Linked DNA regions of Sus scrofa: all the other regions are linked to region 1. A link is a contact called in public HiChIP or PLAC-seq and promoter capture Hi-C data. All regions are on one chromosome and are shown on one strand. Each heading gives the region's core, a stretch centred on a gene start, on an enhancer-like site or on the middle of the called end of the contact. The rest is flanking DNA. Distances are from core to core; before and after follow the strand shown. Region 1 holds the start of ZFP36L1 (mRNA decay activator protein ZFP36L1). Region 2 overlaps RAD51B (DNA repair protein RAD51 homolog 2). Region 3 overlaps RAD51B (DNA repair protein RAD51 homolog 2). Region 4 overlaps RAD51B (DNA repair protein RAD51 homolog 2). Region 5 overlaps RAD51B (DNA repair protein RAD51 homolog 2).

What was found. Promoter capture Hi-C pulls out the DNA fragments that hold promoters and counts their contacts. HiChIP or PLAC-seq counts read pairs in DNA pulled down with a chosen protein or histone mark.
Region 2: a contact with region 1 is called in a promoter capture Hi-C map of fetal skeletal muscle, with 8 times the contacts expected there. The contact joins the enhancer-like site here to the promoter of ZFP36L1 in region 1. A contact is called at or near these places in 4 of 5 promoter capture datasets (fetal liver, fetal skeletal muscle, liver and 1 more), 4 of 47 Hi-C or Micro-C datasets (embryonic fibroblasts, liver and skeletal muscle) and 2 of 2 datasets of contacts at active chromatin or transcription factors (alveolar macrophages and skeletal muscle).
Region 3: a promoter capture Hi-C map of fetal skeletal muscle shows a contact between it and region 1, with 5 times the contacts expected there. The contact joins the enhancer-like site here to the promoter of ZFP36L1 in region 1. A contact is called at or near these places in 5 of 5 promoter capture datasets (fetal liver, fetal skeletal muscle, liver and 1 more), 8 of 47 Hi-C or Micro-C datasets (alveolar macrophages, embryonic fibroblasts, fibroblasts and 5 more) and 2 of 2 datasets of contacts at active chromatin or transcription factors (alveolar macrophages and skeletal muscle).
Region 4: a promoter capture Hi-C map of fetal skeletal muscle shows a contact between it and region 1, with 5 times the contacts expected there. The contact joins the enhancer-like site here to the promoter of ZFP36L1 in region 1. A contact is called at or near these places in 2 of 5 promoter capture datasets (fetal liver and fetal skeletal muscle), 4 of 47 Hi-C or Micro-C datasets (alveolar macrophages, embryonic fibroblasts and omental adipose tissue) and 2 of 2 datasets of contacts at active chromatin or transcription factors (alveolar macrophages and skeletal muscle).
Region 5: a contact with region 1 is called in an H3K27ac HiChIP or PLAC-seq map of skeletal muscle. The contact joins the enhancer-like site here to the promoter of ZFP36L1 in region 1. A contact is called at or near these places in 3 of 5 promoter capture datasets (fetal skeletal muscle, liver and skeletal muscle), 11 of 47 Hi-C or Micro-C datasets (embryonic fibroblasts, fetal skeletal muscle, fibroblasts and 5 more) and 2 of 2 datasets of contacts at active chromatin or transcription factors (alveolar macrophages and skeletal muscle).

What each region holds. Positions count from the first base shown.
Region 1 is chr7:92,493,825-92,498,672 of Sscrofa11.1, forward strand. It overlaps ZFP36L1 (mRNA decay activator protein ZFP36L1), which reads right to left and starts at 2,040. Exons shown (of 2, transcript XM_013989124.2): 1 at 1,547-2,040. The coding sequence starts at 1,603.
Region 2 is chr7:92,027,824-92,032,671 of Sscrofa11.1, forward strand. The region is part of intron 9 of RAD51B (DNA repair protein RAD51 homolog 2); the gene reads left to right. Among named protein-coding and RNA genes, the nearest start is that of RAD51B, 440 kb to the left of the region's middle. Within about 2 kb of position 2,963, at least 26 of the 83 cell types and tissues checked have an H3K27ac peak or open chromatin away from gene starts, as enhancers often do. A contact at or near this core is called in fetal skeletal muscle, liver and skeletal muscle, where this site is marked.
Region 3 is chr7:92,099,068-92,103,915 of Sscrofa11.1, forward strand. All of the region lies in intron 9 of RAD51B (DNA repair protein RAD51 homolog 2), which reads left to right. It overlaps LOC106507734 (a long non-coding RNA gene), which reads right to left. Exons shown (of 3, transcript XR_002346146.1): 2 at 3,743-4,688; 3 at 1-2,345. Among named protein-coding and RNA genes, the nearest start is that of ZFP36L1, 390 kb to the right of the region's middle. Within about 2 kb of position 3,009, at least 18 of the 83 cell types and tissues checked have an H3K27ac peak or open chromatin away from gene starts, as enhancers often do. A contact at or near this core is called in alveolar macrophages, fetal skeletal muscle, mesenteric adipose tissue and 4 more, where this site is marked.
Region 4 is chr7:92,212,829-92,217,676 of Sscrofa11.1, forward strand. The region is part of intron 11 of RAD51B (DNA repair protein RAD51 homolog 2); the gene reads left to right. Among named protein-coding and RNA genes, the nearest start is that of ZFP36L1, 280 kb to the right of the region's middle. Within about 2 kb of position 2,718, at least 13 of the 83 cell types and tissues checked have an H3K27ac peak or open chromatin away from gene starts, as enhancers often do. A contact at or near this core is called in alveolar macrophages, fetal liver and fetal skeletal muscle, where this site is marked.
Region 5 is chr7:92,237,174-92,242,021 of Sscrofa11.1, forward strand. All of the region lies in intron 11 of RAD51B (DNA repair protein RAD51 homolog 2), which reads left to right. Among named protein-coding and RNA genes, the nearest start is that of ZFP36L1, 260 kb to the right of the region's middle. Within about 2 kb of position 2,253, at least 18 of the 83 cell types and tissues checked have an H3K27ac peak or open chromatin away from gene starts, as enhancers often do. A contact at or near this core is called in embryonic fibroblasts, fetal skeletal muscle and skeletal muscle, where this site is marked.

The sequences.
Region 1 (4,848 bases), core at 790-3,289:
GTGGCCCGCAGAGGCACCACAGGCAGGTTTCTGTTCCAATGGGACCCTATTCACCTGCCCAAACTGTTCCCAAGATTTGGAAAGGGTGCTAGCAGGGGGTTTGGGAGTTGGCTCCCAGTCCATGTGGGTGTCATTGTGCAAATTCTAAAGTTGGTCCCTTAGGATCAGCTGCGGGGGATCGGGAATCTGTAACAGCAACCACCCCACGGAGCGGATTACAGGAACCAAGTTGAGAGCCTGTTCCCAACAATGAGGTTCATTTAAAAAGTCCTGCGGGGGGGGGGAGGGGGCGAGAGAAAGAAATAGATCAAAGAGCAGGAGAGCCGGGAAGAGAAGGGAGAAGTGCCGCGGCCGCCAAGGCAACTTAAGTTTGGGAAAGTGCAGGGAGGGAAGGCAGCTGAAATTCAAACTTTTTTGATGTTGCTCTTCAGCTCCAGGGCGTCCCTGCACCCCAACCCTGCAGCCCGGGGGCCCTGGCAGCTGCGCCGACTGGAGAAGCAAGCTGGGAAAAGAGAGCAACATGACCCGACGTGTTTAAAAGAAAGCAAAACACTTTAGCAATTAAAAGTAGCCTAGCAGCTTCCCTCTTTCAAATTGTGGAGGAGGCGAAAAAAATTTAAGTCATGGGCTTTTGTTGTGTACACTTAAGCCGCACTCCTGGAACACTCGGGATTTAAAACTTGCCTTTTTCCACACCGGCTGGCAAGCTACACGGCTTAAGGAGGCCCCTATTATATCCTTCCTCGCGGAGACCCTTGAACTCAAACAGGAGTTTCGTTGTCGGTACCCCCCCGCCCAATTCCCTCTACATCTACGAGTCGCGGTCCCTTGGGAAAAAAAAGGTGAGCGAGTCCCACGTTCGCCCAAAGTCTGCAGGAGATCGGCTATCACAGGAGGAAGCCTGGCCGAACTGTGGCGAGCTGAAGTCCCACTGCAAACTCGTTTTGCAACATCCTTTGAATCACAACTCTTGGCCTTTTTCTCGCAGATCCCCAGCCTCTCCAGAACAGAAGGGGACACATCCCAGCAAAACACTGTCCTGAGATTTACCTCTCCACCGGACCCCCACTTCCCGAGCCGCAGTCCGGCAATGTGGCTGGAGAGACTCGAACCCCCTCCCGGCAGCGGTGTCGCCCGGCAGCGGCGACACCCTGAGCGCTCACAGGGAAACCGAGCCCACTACCGAAACCGGGCTCAAAAGCAGCACGTTATGGACGAATGAATCACCGAAAAAAAGAAAAAAAAAAAAAACTGCCCCGGTCAATGCCCCGCGTCCCCCGGGCAGCCCCACGTAAACTTCGCCCCTCAAAACTCTGGACTCCAGATTCCCATGTAATCCCCGCCAGGAGCTGCTGAAATTCAAAGGATGGGAAGGAAAGCGCCAAATTCCTTCAAACTGGGGGGCGAAATGGGGCGGAAAAAACAACTACCTCGCCTCTCCTCGCTTTTTCCCAGTCTTCCCAGACCTAAACTTTGGGGGGTTCTTTTGGCAGACAAGAGAAAAAAGAAAAAGGCTTAGAAAAGTAAATGCTCCGCCCCACTTTACCTTGCATAAAACTTCGCTCAAGTCGAAGATGGTGGCAGACACAAGGGTGGTAGTCATCCTGGGCGCTCGCACGGGGCAGGGACGAGGATCTGGTTTGTTGTGAAGGTCCCGGTGCGGGGAAGGCTCTCCGGTCTGGAGTCCCACACGCCTGCTCCCGGCGCCCCTCGCCTTTCTGACTCTCCCCGGCTGCGGCGCGCGAAGCCCAATTTATATAAGTTTCAGATTTGGTGGGCCGGAGAAGAGGGAGGAGCTTTAAACTTATTTAAATGAGGAAGAGGAGGAAAAAAAGTTGATTGACACTGAAGTTGAATCAGCCATGCGGTCAAACTCGGGGGAAAAAAAAAAAGAAAGAAACTTTCAAAAGGAAGAAGGGGGAGGGGAGACGAGGAAAGAAGGCAAAGAAGAAAAAAAAAAAAACCCACTGCGAGCTGCGCACAACTTTTTTTCTTAAAGAGGAAAAGTTTCGACTCCGCTCGCTTGGCTACCCCTCGCTGCAGGCGCCCCTCTCTGGGGCGGTGCGCCGCGCGGGGGGAGGAGGGGAGCCCCCCCCTTTGTCAGCCTGCGAGCGCGGCTCTGTGACATCACTCATTCCACCCTCTTCGGGGTTCTTGTTGTTGTGTTGTTGTTTTTTTGTCGGGCAGGAAGGCGGGCTCGACTTTCTCTTTTTGCAAGCTGGAGCAGAAGCCCGTCCTTAGCGCCCGGGCTGCGGTTTCCATCTTGAGCAGATCTCCCTTGAAACTTCTCCAAGTACCCGCATAACTTACTCTTTCCCCGAGTTTTCTTTCGCACTCGGCTCCCCTCCGCAAACCCCACGGGGAGAGGAGATTGAAAATAAGAAGCTCACAAAGCGTTCAAGTTTAGGGTTTTGTTTTTTTTCAGGGGCGGGGATGGGGGTTGAGAGAGGAGGATTAGGAGACTTTTTTCCCCCCAGGAGGCCCTGGCCTGGCGGGGACGAGCACAGAGCGATTTAGCCCGCCGCACGCGTCTACACCCGCGATCGCTTTGCAGCGGACACCCTCCGAGAGTGGACTGGAGGGGTGGGGGGGGCGGGTTGTTAGCGAAAAGACCACGGCCCTGGCGGATTGTTTTAACAGGCTTGGGAGTGTATTTATTTCACACATCGATCTTTAAACGTTTTTGTAAAGAAAACCCGAATCCTCATGAGCGCCTCTTCTCCTCCTCGGAGGGAAAAAAAAAACCCACCCAGCAAGGCACAACTTTCCCCGCGCACTCTGAACCACGGGCCGCGCCGAAACTACCCCTACCAACACACATGCGCGCGCACACACACACACACGCACACACACACACACATACACCTAAACCACTGAACAAGGAAAAAAAAGTTGCTTTGGTAAAATAAAGGTAAAGAGATGGAGGAAGGCGACACTTTTAACTTATTGTTGCTTCTCCCCCGCCCCCAGGGGAACGGAACATATGGCTTGTCACAGTGAGCTGTTTTGGCGGGATGGGAGGAGGGGGGATATGGGATCCTCGAAACCGAAATGCCCCAATTGATTATTATGCTTTTGAAAACTGGGAAGTATATATTTATTTACTGTTAAGTTCAGATGCCCCTTCACCCACCCAAATAAAAAGTTGTCAACGTGTGCCCCACTGCCCACGGGTTGCTGGCGAGAAGACCGTGATGGAAATCTTGGGGCCGCATTTCTTTCCTATTTCCCCGCGTGCCCGGACGCCTCCTTGGCCCTCGCACGTTTCTTCCCAGCACTCGAGGCGGCCGGGTCTGTTATGAAACCCTGTGCGCTGAGTGGCTAAGAGCGGGTTCCATTGCGATGTAATTAGGTCACCCCATTATGAGCACGTTTCTTTGGAAAGGACGGGGCGGGCGGAGTAGAGCGCCTGAGTCGCACTCTCACACCACCACCAACACACACACACACACACACACACACATTTTTACTGCATTTCTTATTTATTCGTCAGCCTCTGAGCAAACCCGGAAACCTTCCAAATCACAACTGTTTTAGAAACCTGTCGTTTTTCATCTTTGCGAAACACAAAACTTTTGCTGCAGCCACAAACCTACGTGATCCTCAGTCCGCCCTTTTATTTGTCCCCTCTGACTTAAATTGATGGCTCCCCATTTTTAACCCGGCTGCTGCCCCAACTTTTTCTGTCCAGCCGCTTGTTGCTTCCCTCCCGCTGCTCCCATTTTTCAGCTTTTCTTGAAATCTGGCAAGCGCCAGAAGGGGAAATAACTTCCATCCACCTTAATTTAAATCATTCAAATGTAGGTTTCTTTCTTAAAGGGCTGTTTGCTCACTCTCTTCCCGGCTCGGAGGAGTTGGGGCGGGGGGAGCGGTTTCGTGCAGTTTCTTAGCGATGAGGTAATGAGTTCCAGATTTCAGGACAGAATAGGGTGCGCGTTAAAACCACAATGTTAGTCTGCGTCCTGATGTGAAGCTATTTCGGTTTTTGATTCCCCCACTCCCCCAGCAAAAAAAAAAAAAAAAGTCCGTTGGTCTTTAAGTCTGGAGTGTTCCCGAAGCTCTGCTGGGGGGCGGGGAAGGGCGGAGAAGCCAGGGTGGAAAGAGAGGGGGAAGGGGACCGGGAGCGGGCGGGGCCCAGGTCGCGTCCAGACCCGCACCCGTTCTCCCCCTCTTTCAGCGACTCGTCTCCCCCCCTCCCCCGCTCCCCGCGCGCCCCGCAGCTGCGGGACCAGCCAGAAGCACCATCGAGCGGCGTGGGCGCCCCGTGCTGGTTGAGAAGTTTTGTTTTGTTTTTTCCCCAAAGACAACACCGATTCCTCGAATTTCCTCCGCTTCTCCAACTCCCGGAGGGTGCTCCCCTCCCCCGCTCCCGAGGGCGCGGGCTCCGCGGGCGGTGTCCAGCCTGGCCCGCTCGCTCTGGAGTTGTTTACCGGCCTCGCCGACCGACCGGGTTTGTTCCAGCTCCCAGAGCCTGTCTCTATAATTAAACTCTTTTTTTAATTGTCGGGTTGCAACGTCATTTCGGGGACTTTCCAAGGGTGAGGGAGCCGGCCTCCTTAACCCTTCCCTGACCCGGCATTCGCGCCGCGGCGGGCCAGGGGGCAGTGTCCTGCCGGGCGGAGGAGCGCGAGAGCCAGCCTGCCCCTGCCTCGACGTGCTCGGCAGGTGCCGGGGGAGGGGAGGCGGGAGCGGCAGTGAGCCGCGACCCCGGCCGGAAGCCCGACGGGAGGCGTGCGCGGCCCTCCCCCGCCTCCTGCGCTCTGCGCTCAGCCCTCGGGTTCCTGGCTCGCGCTGGGCGGGGAGAGGCCGCCCCTTCACCTGCGCTGCCGCTTCCGACCGGGAGGCGCT
Region 2 (4,848 bases), core at 1,713-4,212, 470 kb before region 1:
TTGCTGGGTGTTCAGGGGTAACAAGGACACTAGCAGGCCTGCCCTTTGCCCTCTAGAACATACAGGCTAATTCTCATTTTTTGTCAGCCGTATCTGGTTGGAGCCTCGGGGTTCTATATCCTGTAATCCGCTAAACTTTACATCGGCCCTGGCTGTATGCGTGGTACTAGAGTGAACAGGACAGATAGGAAATTAGGAAAGGCCAGAAGATGAGGTCCACACACATGAAAGGGCTCCAGTCACATGACAGACCAGCACCTAGTGAATCACCTGGGAGAGAGACTTACGATGACAGAGACACTCAAGGATCAAGGAAAGGAGAGGTCACCCTGATCTTACAGTGGCTTGGGCCACCCTCTTGGGATATCAGGACCTGAAGAGGAGGATGTCCCTGAATCACGGTGTGTGGAGGGCCCTATATCCCAGCCAGCAGCCAACCCCCATCTCTGCGTTGGCCCCCCGGACAAAGTGGCAGGCTGTAAAGCAGCCCACTTCCTGAGAACTTGCCAGCCAGGTCATGGTAGCCGGGGGTGCCGCTCAGCCCCTGTGGTGGGCGGCTGCTTCTTTGGGCCAGCTGTCACATGAGCACAAAATCAGATAAACCGCTCTTGGTTCTTAAGTTCTCTCCAAACACAATTCAGCACATCCGGCTGGAGTGGTCCTGTTAGCTGGCTTTCCTCTGTCGAGGATCGTCTGGTTTTCCTGCCCCTCAGGGCTGGGGTTTGGAGAACCGTTGAAACAACTTTGAGAGAGCTGTTAACCCTTTAAAGTTTAGCTCTCGATCTCCAAATAGATTAAAAAATGATTTGCAGCCAAAGCTATACTGTCTAGGGCAGTTTTGTTTTTTGTTTTTGTTTTTTTTTTTGTTTTTGTTTTTTTCTCTTTTTAGGGCTGCACCTGTGGCAAATGGAGGTTTCCAGGAGAGGGGTTGAATCGGAGCCAGCCTATGCCACAGCCACAGCAACGCAGGATCCGAGCCAGGTCTGCGACCTTTACCACAGCTCACAGCAACACCGGATCCTTAACCCACTGCGTGAGGCCAGGGATCAAACCCGCATCCTCATGGATACTAGCAGGGTTCATTAACCACTGAACCATGATGGGAACTCCTAAGGTAGTTTTAAATAATACCAAAATCATGACTTAATCAATCTTGCCCTCTACTCAAGGTTGGCTTAGAGAAGTAAGAGATTATAATTCATGGATCCTTTTCTGGTTTTGTAACCAAATCTACATTCTCAGGCTGAGGTAACCACCTTGCCCTTCTTAGTTTATTTATCTGCGACCCTGGGCAAAGTTGTCCATGCCTCATCTGGTTGGGTTTCAGATTTTGTGAGAAATCACTTTGCTTCATGACAATACACAGCTCAGCAGAGACTAGCATGATTGATTCCAGGCACGAACTGGAACAAGCCCGAGCTGAACAGCTCTACCAGAGGAAGTCATCTACAGTTGGTTTGCATGACCAGCCTGCCATGGCCTGTGACCAACTGGCATCACGGACCACGATGGGCCTGGTGGAACTATAATCTTTTTTTTTTGTCTTTCTGGATGCATCCGTAGAATGCAAAGTTCCTAGGCCAGGAATTGAACCTGTGCCACAGCAGTAACACCACCAGATTATTACCCCACTGAGCCACCAGGGAATTCTGGGAACTATAATCTTGATCTTTTCCCTGCTGATAAACATTCTTGCCATTAAGTTCACTTGGAGTTGGTGGGAAGGGTGTACTCAGGACATCATGGAAAACACATTGTCAGTCATGCTGTCTCTTTGGGAGGATGTATTTGCATGTCCGTAATAACCCGAATAAGATTTCAGTAGGAAGGGCCTGGTGGACAAAAAGCAGGAAAGTGCGTGTTGCTCACTAGAGGACAGGTCATGGTGCGCCAGGCAAAGCATTTCGCCATTAGGAAAGGAGTCTAGAAAGGCGAGGAGACTCATGAGAAAGGAGGTGATGTCTGTTGTTCAGGCTGAGTGGGGATGAGAAAGGAAATTCAGAAACCTCCATGACAGCTTCTCTTGGACTGGATGAAAATATTGCTTTTTTTTTTTTTTTTTTTTTTCCTAGCTGGAATTTGCCAGGGTCAGTTCACGTCTGGGTTTTCAGCACTTAATACAGGGCCCTTTTGTCCTGGGAGGCGGCTGGACTGGTTTTTCCTCCAGGCAGGTGCATGGAGGGCGTTTATTGTAGCCTGAAACGCAAACACCAAGCCCCTAGGCCCTGATCCCCACGCTCTCCAGTGTGGCTCAAGGAAGTAAAGTGAACAATGTCTCTTGCAACAGACGAGCACTGTAAATGCCACTCCTGAATGAAATATTTCTTAAAACGTTGTCTCTGTAACCCGATCATCTCTTAAAACTTAATTCTATGTCGGGGAAAGGAAGCCATTGGCTCCTCCAGCTGTCCAGGTTGAACGAGAGCGGACAATGGAGCATATCCGATTCACGGCCTTGCTTAGGTAATCAGATTAATATCTCCTGAATTGAATTTACCCTTTTGATACGGAGTCTTTCAGCTGCCTTGTTCCACAGCTCAAATTCTGACAAAGCTGTGCGGCCTTTGAGTAATTTCCCTGAAACCTATATTCGGGAAGCCTGTGCTCTTTCGAGCACTTTTTGGGACTTGTACCAATTAAATCTGTTTCTGGCACACTTTTAATGGCATACTTTCCCCTGAGTCAACAACGGCTCCAAAATCTGAGGTCATCTGTTTAATTTAAAAGCAAAGGTTATGAAACAACCATTTCAGGCTTCATCAGCCAAGCCCCTGTGGCTTTGAAACGGGTGATGAGACAGGGGAAAGGCTAATAAACTGGCTTTCTTCCACACAAAATAAATTAATTACCGAGTGTCTGTGAAATTCATATCAAGCCAGGTTTGTCCACACCCTCCCCGCCAGCCCAGCCAGTCCCTTTCTCTTCAAGCTCATCCTCTTCTCTTCTGGGACTTTCATACTCGAGATGGAAGTTCACCCTCTTGCTGTTGTTCTTGCAAAACAAACATCTGGACTGGATTTTTGTCAGCTGGAGTAGTTGCGAGAGAACTGTAAATGATGCAGGGATTTTTTTTTTTCCATGCTTATTAAATTTATTTATAGCCAGTCTGAAGCCAGGAAACATGTTTTTAAATGGCTAGAGCCCTTGATTGGAGGTGCTCGAGGAACATACCGTGGATGGTATCCGCGCCGCCCCCCCTGCCTCCGCCCCATCGCCATTGCCATTTTTCTAAATAATACAAGGGTAGAATTACATAATTTGCCCTTTGGGTGGTTTTTGTTTTCTTTTTCCTGGAGGACCCTTCATTAGGATATTTTGTGCGTCGGAATTCTTCCCTTGTATTAGCCTATCCAATGTGCCATCCTTTCTGTCAGTCAGAGAGAAAAAAATGCAACTGGCAGCATGTTTCTGAGTAATTGCAGTGATGGAACGTGGGTTTCTGGTTGTTTGAGACATGAACCAGGGCACAGGTATTTTTCTTTGGCCAGAAGAGCACCACTTGGATCCTGTTCCTACCTTTTCCACTCAACAACCTCTAAATTCTTAAAAGCTGCCAAATTTGAAAGAATCTCATTCATTTTCTCATTATTTAAGATAATAAAAGGCTCCACAAGGGGCTTAACGAAAATCATTTATAAAATCCTTTGCGGTACCCTTAGACCTTATTAAATCACAATGCCTTGGAGTTTCTATAATTATTTAAGAAACAAACATCTTCTAGGGGTGGCTGAGTGAGACGATTTTTTGAGGTCCCTTCCAGTGCTATGATACAAGATGCTTCTTTGCTTTTACTTTGCTGTCAGAAAGAAAAAAATATAAAGAAAGAAAGGCTGTTTGGCAATGAGGTTTGCTACCCACAGGCGTTTTCTTCTCCAGCGAAAAGACCATTCTGCTTCCTGCCACCCAAGTAAACCCAAGTAAGTCATCCTCAGCCTGAACAATGGAGCTTAATGTTCTCCAGCTTGCTAAGGGTTAGTCTCTGCTGTTTGGAAAGTGAATTGAAACCAAATGCACTTTCTATTGGAAAAGATGCCATTGATCTAGGCTCATAGGCAATATTGAGAGGAAGAAAAAAAAAATCCTTGCTGCTCTCTCCTGACATGACTTATTTTGCTGCTAGACCCATGGACATATCTTTGATGCAGTGTCACTCTGTTTTATGATGTCCCTGTGCCCCTGAAGAGCGGTGTTCCGCAATTCAGTTCTGAGAAACACGAACAGGTTATGTAGTGAATTGTCCTGCCGATGGACTGGGAAGCTCTTCTTCCAGCAAGACTCCTTTTTGACGAAGAGAGCATAAAAGATAGCTCATGTTCTCCACTGCAAAAGGCAGCTCTGTTGCATCTGCCTGATGGGGAAGACCTTGAGGCTGAGCAGCCTCGTCAGATGTGGTCTCTGCTGCCCACGTTCCCGTTATTAAAGTAGAAGCCAAGCCACTGGCACTGGTCCTGGCAGTGAAATGAACCACAGAGGGGTCATCCCTCTTCCCCGGCCATACCGCTCAGGGCTCTGGGACAGAAAACGGCAGGCTCAAGGGTAAAGAACAACTATTTTTGAGTAGGGATAAAGGAGAATCACGGAGTAGAGAGCACTAAAGGGCAAAAGATGAATGCAATGCAACATTAAGCAACAGTGTATCTTCCCAGATCATAAAGCCAAACAGTTCTTGCTAGATTTCACTTTTATTATGTTGGAAGATGAAAATCAGAGGGTGGATAAAGGTGCCTGGAGATTTGCTGCTCCAGGCCACTCCATGCTGGGGCATGGAGTTCTCGATCTGCACTCGGAACATTCCACAGTATTTTCCTAACAACAACAACAACATTAATGAAGACGGCAATCACTTGT
Region 3 (4,848 bases), core at 1,759-4,258, 390 kb before region 1:
TGTACAAATTGATTGTGCAACCTACAGTGCGTAACAGGAAAAAAACTTTCAGAATCCAATTTTTGGTTGTAACTGTATTTCTTGATTTATGACTTCATCAAGGCTGATTTAGTGTCAACTCTTTGACAGATATTGTGCCTCTAAAGCAGGACAAACCCATGGGCGTGTTTTCTCTATATTTATCAGTTAGGACTCATTGTGTGTGACAGAAACCACACTCGAAGGAGCTTAGGCAGAAAGTCGAAATTATCATGGGGATGCTGGCATATCTATAGAAACGAAAGACTGGGACATGGCTGATTTCAGGAATAGATGGAAACCAATGCTAAATACCATCAAGACAGGTTCTCTCTCTCTCTCTCTGTCTCTCTCTCTCTCTGTCTCTCTGTCTCTCTCTCTCTCTCACACACACACACACACACACACCCTGTTCATCTTTTATAAAAGAACTTCCACCAAATAGATATTTCCCTAGACCTGCACTGCATATTCAAGAATCACTAGATTCATGTGACTCTTAGGCACTTGAAATGGACTGTAAATATAAAATACATGTTGGATTTCCAGAGACTTAGTATCAAGGAAACTACTGTGAAATATCTTCATTTTCGTATTGATTACATGGCGACATGGTAACGTTTTGGATATACTATACTAAACAAAATCTATCATTCACATTTATTTCACCTTTTTTTCATGTGGATATTAGAAAATTTTAAATGACATTTCTGGGCTAGATTATATTGTTCTTGGATGGTGCTTTTTCCTTAGTGGTTTTACCAAAAATCTACAGCAACACAAATCCCCTCATCCCTGACCTGGTTTACTTGAGTCAGAGATACAAGTCACTAAATATATAACATCTTGCTCCATCTTTTCCCTTTCCCTTTACCGTTCATAGTAACTTCTGCTCGAGCTAGAACAGTTTCTTCTTTCTGAAAGTGGATTTATACTTTCACTCATGTCAAAAATATTTATTGAGCCTGTGTTCTATGCCAGGACTTGCATTAGGCTCTGGGGTTATGAGGTCCCAGCCTTCACAGAGCCTCTCTTCTAACAAATTTAGCCACTTTCGCTTGTTTTTAAGAATGCAAGCTCCATGTGGGAAGTGCACCTCCCCGTGTGGCTGCATCTGGTCCAGGCTGATTCATCAAGCCTTATAGTGAGGCCGAGTCAAATGAAAACTTGGACTTCTAGAATCTCCATCAATACACTGTTGTCAAGGAAGATGTGAAGGACACTGATAGGCACAAATCAAGACCCTTCCATGACGTAAACTTGTGTTTGTCTCTCTGCACTCCAGGAGCCTGGTTCCAGAGCCCCTTTATCAGAGATGGAGCTAAGAAAATACTGTAGCCCCCTTCTTGTGATCAGTACCATCCAATTGGGATGAATGTACACACAAAGGCACGTTGAAATATCTCACCCCACCCAAAAGTAATAGTCATTTCTCTAGACTTCCTGACAGTATGTGTGAGGAACCCTCTGGATGCAGATCTCGTTGGATGCGGTTTACATTTAAGTAACTTTAAAAGTGAATCGTAACACAGATATATATATCATAAGTGTACAACTCCATGAACCTTTTCAGCAAACACACATGTGTAACCAGAACAGATTAAGAAAGAAGATGTTAATATACCCTAGAAGCTCCCCATTTCTGTCATTACCCCTAATCCCCCCCGCCCCCACACACAAAAGTAACCACCATCTGGATTTCTACAAGCATAGGTGAGTTTTGCCTGTATTTAAACTTTATGTAAACAGAATCATATAGTAGGTTTTCTTTGGTAACACTTTCTTTTGCTCAACATTGTATTTATAAAATTTATCCAGGTTACTCTATGTGCCAATAGAATATATAGCCAAAAAGAAAAAAAAAATTATAATGCCGTTTCAGTAAGGTAAGGTAAGATATCAGTGTTTATAATTCTGTCTACTTTTCTAAGCATACCCTTATGTAAATTTTTTTCAAAAATTAGATCATAGTGTACATACTGCTTTGTGACTTGCTTTCTTGTTTTTTGTTTTTGTTTTTGTTTTTTCAGGGCTGCACCTATGACATATGGAGGTTCCCAGACTAGGGGTCCAATCAGAGCTGTAGCTGCCGGCCTACACCAGAGCCACAGCAATGCAGGATCCGACCTACACCACAGCTCATGGCAATGATGGATTCCTTAACCCACTGAGCGAGGCCAGGGATCGAACCCACAACCTCATGGTTCCCAGTCGGATTCGTTTACGCTGCATCACAACATGAATTCAGCTTTCTTGTTTAATATATCAGATCTACCAAAGTCTTCTAAATGTTGGTCCATCTTGAGGAGGCTGCGTTCTGAATTGACCTGAAAGGTAATATAAAAAAGTTCAGGAGTTCCCATTGTGTCTCAGCAGAAATCAACCCAACCAGTATCCATGAGGATGCAGGTTCGATGCCTGGCCCTGCTCAGCGGGTTAAGGATCCGGTGTTGCAGTGAGCTATGGTGTAGGTTGCAAACGTGACTCAGATTGGTATTGTTGTGGCTGTGATGTAAGCCAGCAGCTGTGGCTCCGATTTGACCCCTGTTCTGGGAACTTCCATATGCCATGAGTATGGCCCTTAAAAAAGCATAAATAAATAAATAGATAGATAAAGTTGAAACGTAAAACTTTTTAAAAAACCAGAAGCACACATTATTATCTGTGTTAGTCATTTTGATAGATCTAGATTTGCTCCATTCTGGTCAGGCTTCCAGAAGACTTCTGCAAAAACGTTGTAAGCAAATGGGCCAGTGAGTCACTGGGGAAATCTGATACTCAAGACCGAGTTGGGCCTCTTGTTTCTCCATGAATCTTCCACATTTCTCTCTAATCTTTTAAACCCAGGTCTTCTGACAACGTGTAACCCTTTGGGAACCCAGATGGTTCTATGAGTGGCTTATTGGAGGCTCTGTTCATGTCCTCTATTCCCTGAGACATGTCTATGAAATGTTCCTTATTTCTCAAACGAAGAACCTTCTTGCCACATCTGTTCGGGATCATAAGCAATAATAGTTACATAACATTTTGAGTGTCCTTGAATGAAAAGTTCCTTGGAGTTGCTGACTCTTCTTAAAAATTTCCTCAACTAACATTGTGGAAACCCATTGTCATGGAGAGAGTTGCTGAGCCAGGTCATATACACGAAACTGCAAATCTTGGGTAGTGGAAAACATCTGAGCCTTGAAGTTCTAGTCATTTATTTTAAAAGCTACCCATTTATTTCCTAGATGTTCCCACTGAGAGCTTACCCTGTGGTAGGTTTGGCTTACACAGTAAATCTCCCCACATGGATCTTCATCTTTTACCCCTTTTGGATTGTATCTAAGGGCATATGCCAGTGGGTTTCCTGAGTGAGGTCACCTAGAACCCTTGTATTCTGACTTTAACTTTCCTCTGCAGGAGTGAGGAGAAGTGGGCATTCCTGTTGGCCAGTAAAGCTTGAATTCCTGCCCCGGGTCTCCTCAGACACCGCAAGGGACTCCTAGGGACCAACACTGGGTAAAACTTAAAAGACAGAAAATGTACTGTGGCTGGGGGGGGGGGGGGAAATGCCAGTCTCTGCAGAGATACAGTAGTGTTGGGCCATGTGAGACATGGGAGGGATGGCAGTGGCCCTCCAGTCCTATGCCTTCACTTTTCAAATGGGGAACAAGGCCTAAGGAAGCCACAGAATGAGGTAGTGGCAGAATTGAGTTGGAAGCTTACTTTGATGTTCTCTTACCTGCCCAGCTGTCTGCATGGTTTAGGAGATGTAAGGAAAGACGAGTGTCAGAGGAGGGATCAGGGTGACATCTAGTTTAACTAGTGCAGTCCTTGGTGGGCTCTCAAGCCTGACCCTTCTCTGGGCCCCTCGACAATAAACTGAGAATATTGATTCGTTCTTCCTCTTTTTCCTCATCTTGGGATTATAATGATGAGAGATATTTGGCATTTTATCCGATCAGCATTGGAAACTTGGCCTTCTGCTGGAGAATTCAAAAGTTCATATCAGGGGATGTTCAGAAAATGACTTCCTTCAGAATCAGGTGGTGGAGACCAATTATTATTAAATTCATAAAGCTTTCTTTCTCTCTCTCTGCCCTCTCTTCCTCCTTCCCTTCCTCCTCCCTCCCCACCCCTTCCCTTCCCTGTGGTCCCCTCCTCCCTCCCTCCCTGCCTTCTTTCCTCCTTCCTTCCTCCCTTCCGGTGTTCTTTTGTAAACTTGTTTCTGATGACCCCTTAATTCTTGCTTTTCAAGTTCAATTACATTTCTGTTGTTACATGTATATCAGTTGTTGAGTCTTTAGTATGCAGACGTGTTGAACTTGCCCTTCTGAAATTCTTCCAGGGTCACTTCGCCTTGTGGTCTAGGTCCAGGAAATTAGAATATTTCCAACTCATCAGGGACCATCTTGGCCTGGAGCAGAAGAGGGGTCTGAATCATTACCTAAGAGAGTTTTGTAGATTGTCACAGTTGGCAGCCTCAGAACTTGAGCTAATCCTGGAAATTCTTTAATTTCCCAGAAAGAAGGTTCCACAAGGTCAGGCTGAGGTCCTCAGAGAGAGCAGAGGGAATAAAGTTTGCAACTAGTCGCTTTTACAGCTGAACTTGAAGATAAATAAAATTATACCCATTTCTTTTGGATCATCAAGCATTTGACTTTCATTTGTTCTTTACTCCTTTTTCCCTGTATGTGAAGGAAAAAAAAAAAAAAAAGAATGCATTGTAATCACTGAAATAAAAGCAAACAAACTTGTTGATTCAGTTCCCATGGTGAATGCAAGGAAGGCCAGGCCAATAGAAACAACTGAGATATTACAAAAATGTGTTTCTTTCTGGCGGCTACA
Region 4 (4,848 bases), core at 1,468-3,967, 280 kb before region 1:
TCCTCAAGGGCAGGGACCCTGGCCTGTTTCATTCACTGCTCTCTCCAGTGCCTCCAGGCACTTGGCTCGGAACTGCTCTTCTTCTACCATCAGTGACCCAAGTTTGCCTGCCAGTGACCCCCTCTTGAAGACCTGCACTATTCAGGGAGCCTGGTCTGAGAAGGGCGAGAGCTGATGCGAGCCCCAAGCATCACCAGGCAAAACATCCAACAGGCTAAGGCTGCAGGGAGGGTTAAACTCATAAGGGGGCACCTGCTACGTTCAATTGCAGAAGAAACAGAGCTAGAAGGAACTGCCCCTAAGCTCATGGAGGGTGAGGAAGAAGTTGCTTGAGCGATGGTATGACTATAAAGCAACGAGAAGAGGAAGGAGGAGGAGGAGAAAAAGGAGGAAGAGGAAGAGAAGGGGGAGGGGGAGGAGGAGGAAGAAGAGGGAGAGGAGGGAGGGAGAAGATGAGAAGGAGGAAGAAGAGGCAGAGCGGGAGAAGGAGGAAGGGGAGGGGGAGGAGGAGGAAAAGCAGCAGCAAAGAGGAGAAGGAGGAGCGCGGGGGAGGAGGAGATTTTCAATCTGATGAAGACCCCAAAGCCTTTGTTTATGTGGTTGTATCCGTTGGTAGATCCTGGGGTAGCCAGCCTCCAGAATAGCCCCCATGGATCCTTATCTCCCAGCATGTATGCCCATTGTGTCCTGAATCAGGGCTGGTCTACGTGCCAACAGAAAATGGCACAAGTAAGGATGTGTGAATTCAGAGGCTGGGCCATGAAAGGGACTACGGGCTTCTACTTGGTCTCTTCTATTGTTTCCTCTGGAGGAAACGAATCACCATATTCTGAGTACCCTGGGCGAGACTATGTGAAGAGGAGCGAAGGCCCTTCTCAAGAGCCAGCCACAAGTCGCAAGGCTTGTGAGTGAGCAACCTTGAAAGCAGGTCCTCCAGCCCTCGTCAAGCCTCATGGCCCAAATCTCTCAAGAGACCCTGAGCCAGAAAAGCCCAGCCAAGCCACTCCTGGATTCCTAAATCCGCAGCAACTCTGAGGGGTGACAAGGGATCGCTGTTGCTTTAACCCACAAGGCTTTGGGATATTTTGCTCTGCGGTGATAGATATTTAAATCATCTACCAGGGCAAAAATTAAAACAGAAGAGAGGTCTCTTGTGACACAGTGGGTTAAGGATCGGGCGTTGTCATTGCAAGGGCCCAGGTTGCTGCTATTCAATCCCTCGCCTGCGAACTTCCACATGTTGTAGGCACAGCCAAAAAAAAAAAAAGAAAAAAATCCCAGAAAAATATTTAATATTTCTTTCTTAATCCATTTAACATATGTTTATATGAATCAATTCACATGAATTCATAAAAACTGATAAGTTGATAGATTTGTTCAAAAATTTGAAATAACACAATCTTCCTGTAAAAATAATTGTTTCCCACAATAAAATAGGACAAAACTTAATGAGAAGAATGACAGTGTTTTACATTTTTGCAAATCTCTTTAATGTCTGACTTAATAGAAAACAGCTGGATTCTCATATCTGCTTCTGCGTTCAATCAGCTGTGATAATATTGTTTGGGTTGAAGTTTATAAAGGAAACCCAGCCTCGCATAGATATGTAGCTGGAAAAGGGAGGAATATTTTTAATAGCCTTTTCAGATAATTGTGGATAGTCTTCTTTGACACTATACCAGAGCCCGACAAATGGCAGTTTATTAAGGGTTACTTGCAGTATGGAATCTGAAACTATGTCAATGAACTCTTTGTGCTCAGTTACATTAAAATCTGTTTGGTCTGTCTTGCGCTTTGAATGGCTCTTTTGCCCGTGCATGATTTTGTAATACTCTGCATGGTCATTTGGAAAATATTGCTTCACTAAGTTAATGCAGATCTGAATTTCATCTCTTTCCTGATGAAAACTAAAAATTCACATTTGTTAATATCACCACTGATCTCATCAGAAACATCTCCAAGTACAGAAAGGGTGGCAGATACAAGTTTTCATAAACTCTCGTTTTTGCTTGAAAGCCTCTATTTTGGCAACAAGCACGGTCAATTATCTTTCTCGAAGTGACAAATTCAAATGGTTCATTTAGGGGAAAACAGCTGTCAAATAACCAAGTCCTCATAACCGTGGCGATTTTGTCCTTTCGAGTAAACATGGTGTTTCATAAAAGTGCTAGTTCAGCTCGCAACTCACTCTCACAAATGCTTTTTCTCCAAACAACTGTTGTACTTCAGGATCCACCAGAGTGCTTTCTTAATGCTTACTTTCCAATTAACCACACACATTTAGTAAAAAGATGTCGCACTTTGGGCAAGATTTCATGAAATTCATAATTTTTACTCTTTCAGCTTGGGCAGGCTTAACTGATTGCCTTTTTTTGTTGTTGTTTTTTATTCATTTGTTTTTTGGTCCCATGACCTCATGGCAGTGAAGAATATGACCAGCAGTATGGTGTCTGGCACGAGCAATTTTGCCCAAATGTCAACATGGTGAAGAAGGCAAATAACATCTTGGAGTTATGATGAAAGTAGTTTGGACCTTGCAGCTATCTTCTCAGGGTCTTGGGGTCCATAAACCTCACTTTAAATACCCATTCCTTTAGGGAAATGGGTGCTGTTGCATCGCTTCTAGCATTTGGCGTGAATGTGCTACACACTCACCCTAAGACATGCGTGTGCCAGGTCTTTGAGTCAGACTGTCATGGCTGCCGGCTATTGCATCAGCTAGAAACAGTGGCTTATTAGACACTGGCTTATTCTCGTGGATGGATCAGATATAGGATGAGTTCTTTATAGAAGGAAGTTAGGGTCTTTTATGCTTCTCTTTGCCCCACTTGTGAAAGAATGTGAATGTGGGAGGAAGCCAGGCTCTGAGAAATTACTTGGACAATTAGGGTTGAACAATTCAGGAGGAATGAGGAAGCTAACTCTTGTGCCTTTTGCTTTGTACTGCTTTTCTTCGCTCCTTTTCGTCCAATGAGCAGTGAAAGCTCAGTGGACCTCGGAAGGCATCCTTTTCAGAGCAGAGGGGTCCTTCGAGCTCCAAGCTTGAAGTGGGTAGGGTCTCACCCACACCAGTGGTACCGCCATCAGGATGAGAGACTCAGCAGGCTGCATTTGTCCCAATGGTCACAGCATCCACAAGGATTTTATCCCTGTGGGAGAGCCGGCAGCCTTGCCTCTCCTGAGGCCCCTCAGCATTCCTGCAGTGGACTCTGAGCAAGACAGGAGGGACGGGGTTATTTTTCAGCCTATTTCAGTTTAGCTTTTTTCTGCCGACATACTGAAGGGGTTTGACCTGACACCTGACTGGGCTTGCTTGGTTCTTTGGTGAGTGATTGGCTCTTTGGTTCCGTCTGTGATCACGGCCCCAGTCTATGGGCGAGAAACAACAAGCAGTTGTGTGCAGAGCCCTGGGAACTGGAGACCTCACCACATCTGTTCGCCTAGTCGGGGGTGGGAGGAAATCACCAAAACCTTCCAACGTGGGGCCGGAGCCTGGAGACAAAGGGGACGCCTGAAGCCGCTGGCGACCCTGGGTCATATGACCACCCCATGGTTCTCTTCCAAGCCCCTTTCATCCCCTCAGGTCCCCAACACTCAGCCTTTTCATCATCCTGCAGGTCAGCAGGATCGAGTTCATGCACGTCGACAAGAAAGCTTATCAAACGGAGGCAGAGGCAGGTGTTTGCAAACCGCCTCCCTGCTGAAAGCTGGGTTGAACAAGGTTGACAGTGTGGCAGAGGCCAACGTCCCACACGAACAGTATTTTCTTTCCTGGAGCTCTCGCCCTATCCTCTCTTCTGCTTTGGAACCCCTAGAGGTCTCTGGGAACCAGCCTCTGAAACAAACTATTCAAAGCACTGAGGATTTAGGGGGAAACAAACAAACAACTCAACTAAGGGATGTGACATTGCCGGCTGAACAGTGGCCTTTCTATGCCAGAGCCCGGGACCCACCATGCAGAGGCATCCAGAGGCTCCCATCCAGTGGCCTGCTAAGCCAGTTCCTGTGCCGTGGTAAGGACTGATTGCAGACACCTTTTCCCATCTTCAAGATCAAGATGTCGTGTTGGTAGCTTGACCCGACCATGATGGGGCTATTTACATCACAGAAATCAGCATGCTACCAACCAGGCTTTCTCCCCTCTAAAACTAGTTGTTAAACATTTACCAGCATGCCAGTGTCTTCACTGGAGACACCCTTGTTCCAAGTATGATTTTCAGACCAGTTATATCTGAACTTCCTAGGGGAGGGGGGGGGGGAAAGAGGGGGTGGTAAAGGTGGTGTTATTTCAAATGCAGATTTCCACGCCAGCCTGAACTAACTGAGTCAGAGTCTCTGGGATGGGGGGGAAAAATGCATTTTTAGCAGGGTTACAAATAAATTTGCTCAAGTTTGAGACTTGAGGCCTAGGGAGTGGGAGAGAAGAAGGGGCTGTACATCTGGCTTTTGGCATCTGGAAGGAACAGCTGGCCTCCGTCCCAGTTGGCCTGAGCATGGACAGCTGTTTTCCCTTGAGATATAAACTTCATGACAGGAAAAGGAGGTGGGAACGCTGGGGTCCCATCCACCCACTGACAACATGATTGGTTCTTCCTTGGCTCTCAGGATGTTCTCCACTTTCTAACCCCGAGACTTTGACTCCAGACAACGTGAGCAAAAGCCCAGACACATGCATTAACATGAAGAAAGCCACCGCCATTCATACCATCAATAGGGACTTAGGAGCCAGGCAGGGCCCACGATCAGTTTCTATATTAGATTGCCCAGGACAGCATTTATCTTTCAGATTTGTACAGGCATTAGCAGGAGCTTTCACAACCAGATATGATTTATGAAACAAGGACCTTG
Region 5 (4,848 bases), core at 1,003-3,502, 260 kb before region 1:
AAAAATCATTCTTTGGCCGCTGTCAGCTGGCTGAATGGGACTTAATTATTGGGATAATGAGAACTGATTTTCATTGTTTTAATTTTGGGGAAGGGGTGAGAAAGGAGGGACTTTTTTTCCCCCTCATCTGGCTGAAAGGATGCTAACTATGGCCTCCAGCAGGGCCCCACATCTTCCGGGCTGCTGTTACCTAAGCCTCCTGCATTTGCTGTGTTTTATGGATGCACTAAGAAAGGATGTTAGGCTTGTCTTCTATGTCGGTACTTCCTTTAGGCCATGTACCCCTGGCAGGATGTGTTCCCAGAAGAGCATGCCTGTGCTGGCATCTGACCCCAGCAGCTGTACCGAAGCAACACAGACAGAATCCACTGGACAGATCTGTCTGTTCTCAGCCGCTTCCAAGTGCTTCCAGGTCATGAGTGAATCCCATCTTGTTCCTTTTTGTTTGTTTGTTTTTAATACAAGATCTAGAGAATTTAAACAATCTGCTGAGGTCAAACACAGGGGAAGAATTCTGAGTTCCCTGTGCTTATTTTGAGGCTTGAGGCCCAGGGGGTCCCTTACAGTCCAGGGTAGGGCTCATCAGAACTATAACGGCCAGAAATCCTTGACCATTGAGATAAGCTCTGACCCCATGAGCTATGAGTCATTAATCCATCTCCCTCTTGTTCAATGTAATTCACCCGCCACCCTCCCAAGATCTTGCTCTTCATATAGAAATAAGAAAGTTATTTATTTTCCAGCTTGATCACTCTTTTCTCTAAATGACATGTATGATTAGCCATGTGGTCAAACAGTGAATATTTGCAAACTTAGGTTCTAGGTGGAAATACATGATCCATCCTCCCAAGAAAGTCAGCAGGGAAGACCCAAAATGTTTAGAGAAACACACAGCCCCTAACCAGGGGAAGGAGCAGAGAGTGGTTTAGGAGCAGGGAAGGAAGCTTTATGAAGCTGATGGAGGGTTGCTGGGATTCCAAGTTAGACAGAATTTTAACCAAGAGCGAAGGGTGGAGTTAGATGGTGTGTTTGAGAGAAGGAGACAGACGTTGGAATGAAGAATCCATGTGAGGCAAGAGATTTAAGATTTTGTAGGGGTTCTTGCTATGGCAGCGGGATCAGTGGCATCTCTGCAGCAGGATGCAGATTCGATACCTGGTCTGGCACGGTCGGTTAAAGGATCCATTGTTGTCTCAGTTGTGGCATAGGTGGCAACAGTAGATGGGTGGGATCTGATCTCTGGCCCAGGAACTCCACATGCCGCAAGGCAGCCAAAAAAAACAAAACAAAAAAAAAAGGATTTGGTAGAGTAGGGCCAGATGATGAGAATTGTAAAAAATCAGAGTGTGCTTTTGTTTTTCTTCCTAGCTCCATCTTTGACCATAAAAAGTGATTGTTGTTACTTTTGTTTAGTTTTTATTTTCATTCCCCTTCTCTCCCCCGCCACCCCACCCCACCCCCCCGCCCTCCCGGCCTCCCCACTTTAAAGAAAAGAGCAGAAAGCACAAGGCTGTGGCCTCCTTTGTGGAGCACAGAGAAGGAGACTCTCTTTGATGTTTCAGGGGTTTTAGGTTTGAGTTCCAGACGGATGCTGTTGCCTGCTCAGGGACTGTGGGCCTATATTCCCCCTAAAAATCCTTATCCTGCCCCATTCTGTTTAGCCTCTTCTTTTCTTAAAGACTGGACTGGATGTAGGCCAAAATCTCCCCGTATTGATATGTCGCTTTATGGTTTTTCAAGCATGTATCACAATTCCCATTTCGTAGATGAGGCAATTGAGCATGTTAAGGGAGTTGGCTACTGAGTGATCTAGCTGGGACTTCGACCCTGGTCTTCTGATTCCCATTCTAGGCTCTTTCATTAGACCAGACAGCCTCTCGGGTAATTAGAACAAAGTGACACAGTGCACAATTAATTCAAAGAAGAGACTAACTCCATTTGAAATGTCAAAGAGACTTGGGACAAGATAGGTGAGAATTTCAAAGGTGTTTTGTGGCATTGGCCCCAGGGACATCTAGACACCCTGCCAGCTGTGCATGAGAGACACAAATCTCAAAATCAATTTAACTAACCTTCATTTATCTTGGAAACACAAAAATATAGACGAGAACTTGGCTGGAATGAAGAGCTTCACACCAAGCCTGCCTCCCTGCTCCTCTTGTAGAAAGTTTCATGAGCCCCAGTGTGGAAGACCTCACTGTTTTGTTTGACTCTTGAAGGCCACCTCCGCAGACTTGCTGCCAGGAGAAGGTTCATACTGACTCAGAAGCGAGAGGGCCACCGACTGAATCACCACCACTTACTACAGTCTTTTGCTCTGTGTTCCTTGGAAACCTCTTGCCTCAGTTTGGGTTTGACCCAACCCACTTAGGAGGAGAGAGAACAATTTTACAGCCCCGCATGGAGTGACTCCAAGCCAGTCGTATCTATTTCCAAGTGATCTGACGCAGCAAGTCGATCATATTTCCTTTGGAGGCTTGGCTGAGGACAGTTGGGTTGGCGACATGGAACCAGAGTGAATAAAATACAGCTGTCAAGAAAAAAAGCTGCAATGCTCCCTAAGGAGGGAGGACGCATGGAATGCTCAGGCCAGGGGTGGGGTGCTTTCTGGGGAGACTGAAAACAGAAAAGAGGACAAGGTGACCATGTGTGAAATTCAAAGGAATCAACAGTGATTTGAGAAAGCCGGGCAGATTGGCACATGCCCAGGACCTTTCTGAGAGCAGGCACTGAGCCTACATAAATTCAGAAAATCTACCTCTTATTTTTATTCTTACCTTTAATCAGATTTTTTACTGTAATTGTTATGCTTCATTCCCTCCACTTCCCCCCCTACCGCCCCCACCAAAAGAACCAGGATCTTTGAAGACATTTGCCAAAAACCAACAGACCCCTGTGTTAGATTATTCTGGTCATAGGGAAAAACTACTTGGGAGTTCCAAACAAGTACTCTAGTTGCTTGGACGGAAATGGTGTTCCAAGAATGGGATGGAGGAATAACAGAGAAGATAGGAGTTGGTTCTTCCCTGTGAAGGGATGAGCTGAGCCCTAGAACCAATTTACAAGCCAGGGACACTTCCGTTCTTGTGGATACAGGCAAATCTTTGAGCACCAGTTTCCACCGGGAACATATCTGCTTCATTGTTCTCTGCTTTGATTGTGCAAAAATCTGTTCAAAGACCTAGTGACAAAATTAGGCTCTGTGAAGCTGTTCCTTGAGCAGGAGGAGGTGTGTACCTCTGGCTGTCCATTTGGCAATGGACGCCTTCACACTGCTTCTTTCCATCAAATATTTTGGCCACTAGAGTTGTTTTAGCAGGAAACAGTCTACAAAGGACAACAAGCACTTCCCTTTTCTTCATCCTCTTCGCAGTCAATTCAACTGGCAGGTTTCAGGCACCCACTGTGTGCCAGGCTTTTTTTTTTTTTTTTTTCCGAATGGAAGACCGCCTTTGCCCTCCATGCCTTAGAAATTTAGCAAGAGAGAGAGAGTCAAATATTACAAGTACCTGGGGCAGAAACAGGGTGAGAAGCCACAGAAACTCAGGGGACAGAGCCATGGTAAAGATGCTTCACCAAAGGCAGCCGTGAGAAAGGGGAGAGGGACAAATGCGTGAAGAGAACACACTGACTGCACAGACCTTTATTTGCCAGGAACAAGGGGCTGGGGATTCAGAGATGAATAGGATGCAGAGCATAGGGTGGAGGGGAGCCAGGAGGGAGGGGGTGGTGGAAGAGGAGCTGAGAAGAGATTGGACCAGATTGGCAAGGGCCTTGCCTGCCAAGCTGAGGAGTTTGCACTTTGTCCTCTAGGTATTCAGGAGCCTTTGAAGGTCTTCATGTGGGGGGTGGCAGAGATATCCACGCCACCCCTTATTTCCCACCCCAGCCCCTGCTTCATTCCTCTTGGAGTACTTCTTACAACAAAGACGTATTTTATTCACTGGTCTGTTTTGTGCTTTTGTTCCCATCTGGCTCCCCAGCTGGGATATGAGCTCCATGAAGAGAGGGACCCTACTGGCCCTGTTTACTGTGGTATGCCCAGTTCCGGGCACAAAGCAAGCCCTCGGCAAAGAGTCTGGGTGTAGACACTCGTCTCCCATTTGAAACGTGGAGGGCGATCCAAGGCTGGAAGAGCCCATAAGAGGGATTGAAGGTGCAGAGCGAGGCTAGGAGCCTGAGCTGGCGCAACGGTGGCACAGATGGAAGGGATAGGGAGGGGTCAGAGGTGACTTTAAGGTTTCCACTGGGATGTCTGAGTGGCCGGTGAGATCATTGACGGAGGGGGAAAGGATGGGGGAGGGACACCAGGAGGCCCTTGTCATGGGAAGCGGGAGAGCGTGGCTAATGAGATCCGTTTTGGACATGTGTGATTTGAGACAACTGTAGAATGTTCAGCATCTCCAACTGGAGAGATTCTGCAAACAGTTGGCAGTATATGCGGGCAATTCGGGAGATGGCTTCGGGCTCAGGTCGCAGGTTTCCAGTGGTAAAGGAAGCTGGCCGAGAGGAAGGGCATGCAAAGAGAGCAGAGTTTGAAGAGGGGACCAGAAGCCCAAACCTGGAGGAAACATACTTGAATGGGAAGGTGGGAAAGAAGAGGAGACAGAAGGCAAGGTCTGAGGGCTAGAAGGAGGAGGGAGGAGGGACTTCTGGCCACGATGGAGGAAGATGGGTCCACCTAGGACAAAGCAAAGGAAATAGGAGCTGCCACCTTGGGGGACTCACTCTGCCCATTTCGTACCATGTTAATGATGAAAGAGGGGGCGGTTCTTAGCCATCCTGGGCCCCTGAGAAGAACAGAAATACCTGTGTATAGTCTATCAGTATGTCCTCATTCTGACAGAC